Linked DNA regions of Rattus norvegicus: region 2 is linked to region 1. The links are chromatin contacts, called in public Hi-C maps. All regions are on one chromosome and are shown on one strand. The core of a region is the stretch at or near the end of the contact, and the rest is flanking DNA. Distances in the headings are between cores, read along the strand shown.

Region 1 (3,042 bases), core at 381-2,880:
CATCAAAATGATATTCATGGATGGAAGAGAGAAGTAGCCCTTGTCTGCCCTAAAATATTACATGCTATACCAGGAAAGGAGCCAGCCTGGGGCAGGAGCTGCCAGGTCCCTAGGGTGGCTGACCCACACATCATAGATGCTCTTGTTGGGTGGTACTCCCTGGAAGAGGGAGTCCAGATCACAGAGCAGATCCTGGGACCCTTGGGATTCAGTACCCACGCTCCAGTAGGCTGGGCTGGCTGAAGATGGGCACCGGGGACAAGAGGTAGGGGGTAGCGTGGCCAAGGGCATTACTACATTGGGCGTGTAGATGGGCAAGTAAGAGGTGGGTAGCTGTCCCCACAAGGAAGCTCTGCTCCCCCTCCTGGACATTCCCATGGAATCTGAGGAATCCTGAAGTAAGTGGAGGGGCCAGGAGCCTTGGTCTGAGGAAACGGGAGAAGGCCTGATGACTTCCCCTTGGGAAGTCTCCCCCTCTATTCTTGTGGGCCTGGGAAGGGAGCTGAGGGGCCACAGAGGCTTATCAGAGACGTTAGAGGGTCCAGCGCCTATCCCCTCTTCCCCCTTTGACAAGGTGCTTGCCTGAGCTGGAGTGCTCTGTCCAGCTAGCCTAGGATGCTGGGGCCATGTGGATGCTTTCCCAGGGTCCCCTAGCAGGGACTTGATGCTGAAATCCTCCCTAGATGGTGGTGGGGGACTGGGTGGCCGATAAGGCTGGCCGTGGAGCACATAGGGGCTCAGGTCCTTGGCGAACGCTCTGTGTGTGCCCCGGTTCTGCCATCGACGGCACAGGGCAGTGTTCTGAAGGCGCAGCGCCTCTGCAGGAATCAGGCTCACGTCCACCGCCCAGAAGTTGCCCTTGGCCTGGGGCTTTGCAGGGTCCTTAGGCACCTAGAGAGTGGTTGGCTTGGGTGTGGCTGTTCTACCGAGAGATTCAGGGTTTCCAAGCCCGTACCTCCCCCAGGATTCGATCATTGACCACCCCACCTTACGGAAGCACCGGTTAGAGGAAAGGTTGTGGCGGATGGAGTCCTTCCAGCCCTCATAGTCGTCCCTGAAGAAGGGGAACACTGCCTGGACCTGACGGATAATCTGAAAATAGGCAGTATTTGGCGCGGTGAGGCAGGGATTGAAGTAGTACCCTCTCCCTCTCCTACAGCCGACCCCAGGCCTTCCCTTCTTAGGGGATTAGACTTCTGTGCCTGAGAGCAGAGTGTGTGGGGGTTGTGGGAGAAGAGTCTCAGGTCTGGTCTCACAAGCAAGGATGAGTGGACTAGGCAGAGGCCAAGTGTGAGCCTACAGTAAGTGGGTACAGGTCTGGGAAGTGGTGCCCCAAAGCACGAGGGACTCTCTCACCTGAGCCAGTTTCAGTCTGCGGAAGGGTGCGGCCTGAATTACCAAGGCGATCATGGCCAAGTAAGTGTAGGGGGGCTTGTCATGCCGTAGGTATCTCTTCTTCCTCCTCTTGGGGGTCTTCGAAAGAGACTCTGCTTCTGGAGGCCTCAGCTGAGAGTTGTCGAGAGGCCCCATACAAGGGATGTAGCCCTGGGCCAGAGCCTGGACCAACTGGGGGCTCAGGGTAGTCGGACTGTAAGTTGAGGCCAGGTCCCAGCCCGAGGCCATGCTGGGACAGGGAGGCCAGGCTCTTTCTTTATCATTCTGATGAAAGGGGGAGGGGTGAGAGAAAGAGGCTGTGGGGGAGGGGAACATGTGTGGGCAGCCACAATTAGCAGGTTTCAGTTAATCTTGGAGGGAAGGGCAGAAAAGATTCCAGTAGGGACTTTTGGTGGCCTTTGAAATCAGTCTCCACTCTCAAGTTGCCTTTGGGTGCCTGGGTATCCCCTATAACCTGGAAGGAAAAGCCCTTGAAAGAAGTCTACCCCAGGGTAATGTATCTGCCTGGGTTGGTCTCTAACTCCCATTTAACAGAGGGGAAATGACTTCTCCAGCCAAACTACCCAGAGAGGGATGGGGAATTCCCAGGAGTTCAAGACAAAGCAGTCAAAAGAAGTCAAGCCCTAGGTGGGGAGTCTGCCCAGAACTTAATGAGGTAGGGGGCATACAGACTGACAGACTTTCTAGACCAAAAAGGAATAGAGTCTGTCCCCAGAAACAAGAGGAGGATACAGAGACCTGGTCACTGTCTGTGTTCTAAACTTTACCCAAGTTCTCCTGGCTACTACAATGGGCAGGTTTGTATTGAGAATCTGAATCAGGGCACAGACGGCAGAGATTGGTGTTAGAGTCAACAATCCAAGACCGTCGGCACTAAAAACTTTTGAGAAGGGGTTGGGGATTTAGCTCAGTGGTAGAGTGCTTGCCTAGCAAGCGCAAGGCCCTGGGTTCGGTCCCCAGCTCCGAGAAAAAAAAAAAAAAAAAACTTTTGAGAATTCACCTTTTCCTTGAAGCCCCTCCGGATTATACTATCAAAGGACTGAGACCCTTGCCAAGGAAGGTACAGTCATGAGCGCAGGAGGGAGTGGGGACACACATGGAGGATGAACACAGGGGGACTTCACTTCCTCTGACAGTCCTACCTCTGGCTGGGTTGTGATCTTATCTCAGATTCTTCTTTTTAGCTCTCATCTGTCTTCCCCCGGAATCCTATCACCTCCTGCCCCTCTGCTTTCTATTCACAGGGTCTAGCTGAGAGTTCCTGTGTCTCTCACCTGGTAAATATCCCTGGCCTCAGACCTATTCACTAAATAAGTCATTCTGTCCCGCAAGCCTGAGGTCTCCCTTTCCAGTTTGTCCTTCCTTGCTTCCAGGTAAAGCCTGGCTCCTTAGTCTGATATTCAAGGCTCCTCATCACGGCTGCTTCTCCCTGACCACAGTATCCCAGGGTCCAACTATCAACCAAACTGCTGCCCATTCCCTGGTATTCGCTGCTCCCTCTTTTGACCAAACGCTGCTTCTGCTTTGAAGCATGGACTCCTACCCTTTTATTAAAGAATAGGATAAAGAGCACCCTTCCGGGAACACTTGAACACTTGCCCTTCCCCGCCCCACCCGGGACGTCAAGGTGTTCATTCCACTGAATAG
Region 2 (3,042 bases), core at 382-2,881, 210 kb after region 1:
TAGCCTTCACTCCCGGCCACCGAAGGCGGGGCTGGCAGGCCACTCCTGAGCATCTAGATTATGCTCACCTGTCCCGCAGCTTCTCAAGACTTCTGGTTCCTCAGCCCCGAGAAGATCCAGGACCCACAGCTCCTCCTCTTGCTCCAGCTGGGAGATCAGCTCTGGCTTAGGGCCTGGGAATCCTGTTAAGGGTGAGGACCCTGGATGAGCTGCTGCAGCCTGCGGGACTGAGCAGAACCCTGTCTGCTGGGTCTTCCTCACTAGATAGGGTTTTCTGCCTGCGTGGGCACACTGGTCAGGGGAGGCCAAGGGGCAAGAGAGGTCAAATGCCTACAGCCTCTGTCATTACACTGGGGAAAGGAATGGCCCTGTAAGTCACTGGCAATAAGGAAAACAGTCCCTAGAACTACGTAGACTGGTACCTGGGGACAAGAGCAGGATTTTCCCTTCTCCTGCCTACGTGTCCCTCTGAGATTCCCCACTGTAAGCTAGGACTCCAGGGTAGTTCTCACCCAGTGAGGCCACGTTCCCATAGTTCTCCAACATCACATCCCGGTACAGCGCCCGCTCCTGGGGGCTAAGCTGCTGCCCTTCCGCCCTGGAGAAGTACACAGCCACATCCTGGAAGGTCAGAGGCATCTCACCCTGGAATGACAATATGCCAACAGTACACCAGGGGGTGTGCCTTGTTGATCCCTGCTGGGGTAGCAGAACTGAGACTGGTGGATCAGGCAAGGCCCAACTGAACACAGAGCGCTACTCTTACAAGAGGCAGTAGTCTGCATCCTGATCTCTTCCAACTTCACTATCTGACCACTTCACAGCTCTAGAGGAGACAGCTTGTGACAGGGCACTAGAGAGAAGGAATAACTCACCGGAGTCCGGGAGCAGGACTTGGCAGCCATCTGGGTTGGGATCGGTGGTAAGCAGGAGGCAGCCCCAGCCTGAGGCCTCTCCAACTTACTCTCAGGGAGAGAAAACAGACAAACTCAGCCCCATTCGGCTGGGGCAGTGGACAGATGGTCAGAAGAGGACGACAGACCTTGCTTCGGAAGTGGCCTTCTGGAGTGTCCTGAAGCCTCGAGAGCCAGCGTGTGACCGACCTGTCCCGTGCTGCTATCCAAACTGAGAACTGCCCCAAGCACGGCGCAAGTTGGCAGTTCCAGCCATGCACCAGGACACCAAGAGTGGACTCATAGCACCGCCTCAGCCTTAGAGGGCCAGCCTGGAAAAGGCTGCGGGCCTCACGGCGATAGGCCTCACAGGGTTGCGGGTGTGAGTGGACATGAAATAGGCGGCGAGGGTTAGCCCTGGGCAAAACCTAAAGGCCATCGTTCTTCACATCCATGCCCCCCAAGGCCGCGTCGCCGCCGGCCGCTTGTCCCTCCCGCGGGTTCTCCCGCTGCTGGGTGGCCCCTCTGGCTGCGACCACTGCCTCCTCCACTATCCCTCCTCCCAGGTGTCGCGGCATCATCAGCGCCCTTGGCCAGAAGCAGAGGCAGCCAGCCCGAGACGCTGTCTGCTGGCTGTCCTTGCCCACCTGCAAAGCGACAGCCTCACCTCAGCCAGGGCGCTCTGGACCAGGCATCCACCTACACCCAGCCTGGCCCGCGCTAAGCGGGCAAGCTGACTGCTGACTAGGGGCGGAACAGCCAAGCTGCGCACGCGCGGGTACGGTCGCCGCGCACTTCCGGAGCTTCTTTAGGGTCTCAGAGACCGGCGACCCTACGCACGGGCTGGGCGGGACTCGGAGATGCTCGCCAGGACGCTGCCAGAGCTAGCCAGGACTGTGCTCTGGATCAACCAGATAAGATCTGTACTCGGCTGCAAATAAAGCACAGGTTAAGTAACTAACACCCTGGCTGGGTGTTTGTGGCACCCAAGTCTGTAAGCCCAGTGCTTGGACAACTGAGGCAAGAGGATTGAGAATTCCAGGTCAGTGTGAAATATAGTGCAAGCCCAGTCTCAAAAAAAGCCAAAACATCGAGCCTTAAATCAGACCTTGAGAGACCGGGCGGGGCAGGCACATCTCTGAGACCAACCTGGTTTACATAGAGAATTTCAGCACTGCCTGGACTATGTAAAGAGACTCCGTCTCCAAAATAAGTACTTAGTAAAACAAAGGAGGTAGAGTTGGGCAGGACAAAGAAAGATTGTTTAAAACCGAGGACTATCTTCTCCCAAAATAGTTTGCGCACTCTGCACACAAACTTGAGCGTCAGAGATTAGACAGCACATACTGTTAACTGCTGAGCCATCTCTCCAGCCCTAAAGTTTATTGTCATAATATAATGTTTTTAAAAGTTGTGGAAATTGTTGGAAAAGTAGTCTTGATGTAATCTCAATTGTACCTGTGGGCATTTAGGCCAAAGAGAACAAGCCTTTGTTTGCTTTCAAACGGACATTATGTAGCTCTGGCTAGCCTTGGATTTCTTCCATTCTTCTGCCTGGGTCTCCTGAGTAGCCTCCTGGCTACAAAGCTTCCTTTGATTCTGTTTCTGAGTTTGCAGGTTCTCTTTTTACTCGATACTGCTGACCAGAGTAACTAAACAGTTCCCGAGGCTGGCCGGGTGTTTTATTTAATGGTCTATTTTATTTAATGGTCGTGAATAGAGAGTTGGGGTGTATTGTCTTCTCCCAGAGCAGACCTAAGGCCTGAATCTTTGTGAAGTGGTGAAATAGCAAAGACCAATTGTTAGTGACTTGCCGGTGTATTTAGTGGTTTACTTAAAGCACTGTTTGTACTGTTATAATTATCAAGCATGGCTTCACTTGCTACCTGAAACAGAATGACTTGGATGCATCACTGTCCTTAAAAACCTGCTTGCCTGCCCCACCCTGCTGTTGTAGAGATTGAGTATACAAACTGGACCCAGGGTGGAAGCCTGTCTGACTGATACCTCCCATCCCCCTGCCGCAGCACTCCTGTACATTTGGGAATATGCGATAACTTGGTCGGCGACTGAAAGCTCGTGATTACTGGTACAGAACTTTACCTACTTCTAGCAGGCAGCATCTGTAAATAACCAGAAACAGAGAGAA

Evidence for each region. Hi-C and Micro-C count contacts between places; a contact is called where the count stands out from the background.
Region 2: a Hi-C map of kidney shows a contact between it and region 1, with 2.2 times the contacts expected there. The contact joins the promoter of Zfp251 here to the promoter of Foxh1 in region 1. A contact is called at or near these places in 3 of 12 Hi-C or Micro-C datasets (kidney, mammary epithelial cells and prefrontal cortex).

Annotation. Positions count from the first base shown.
Region 1 is chr7:110,269,062-110,272,103 of GRCr8, forward strand. Foxh1 (forkhead box H1) reads right to left here and starts at 1,631. Exons shown (of 3, transcript NM_001130493.1): 1 at 1,357-1,631; 2 at 988-1,092; 3 at 1-891. The coding sequence starts at 1,623. The coding sequence ends at 58.
Region 2 is chr7:110,477,587-110,480,628 of GRCr8, forward strand. Zfp251 (zinc finger protein 251) reads right to left here and starts at 1,632. Exons shown (of 4, transcript NM_001191911.2): 1 at 876-1,632; 2 at 513-645; 3 at 69-182. The coding sequence starts at 905. It also overlaps a transcript of Zfp7 not described here.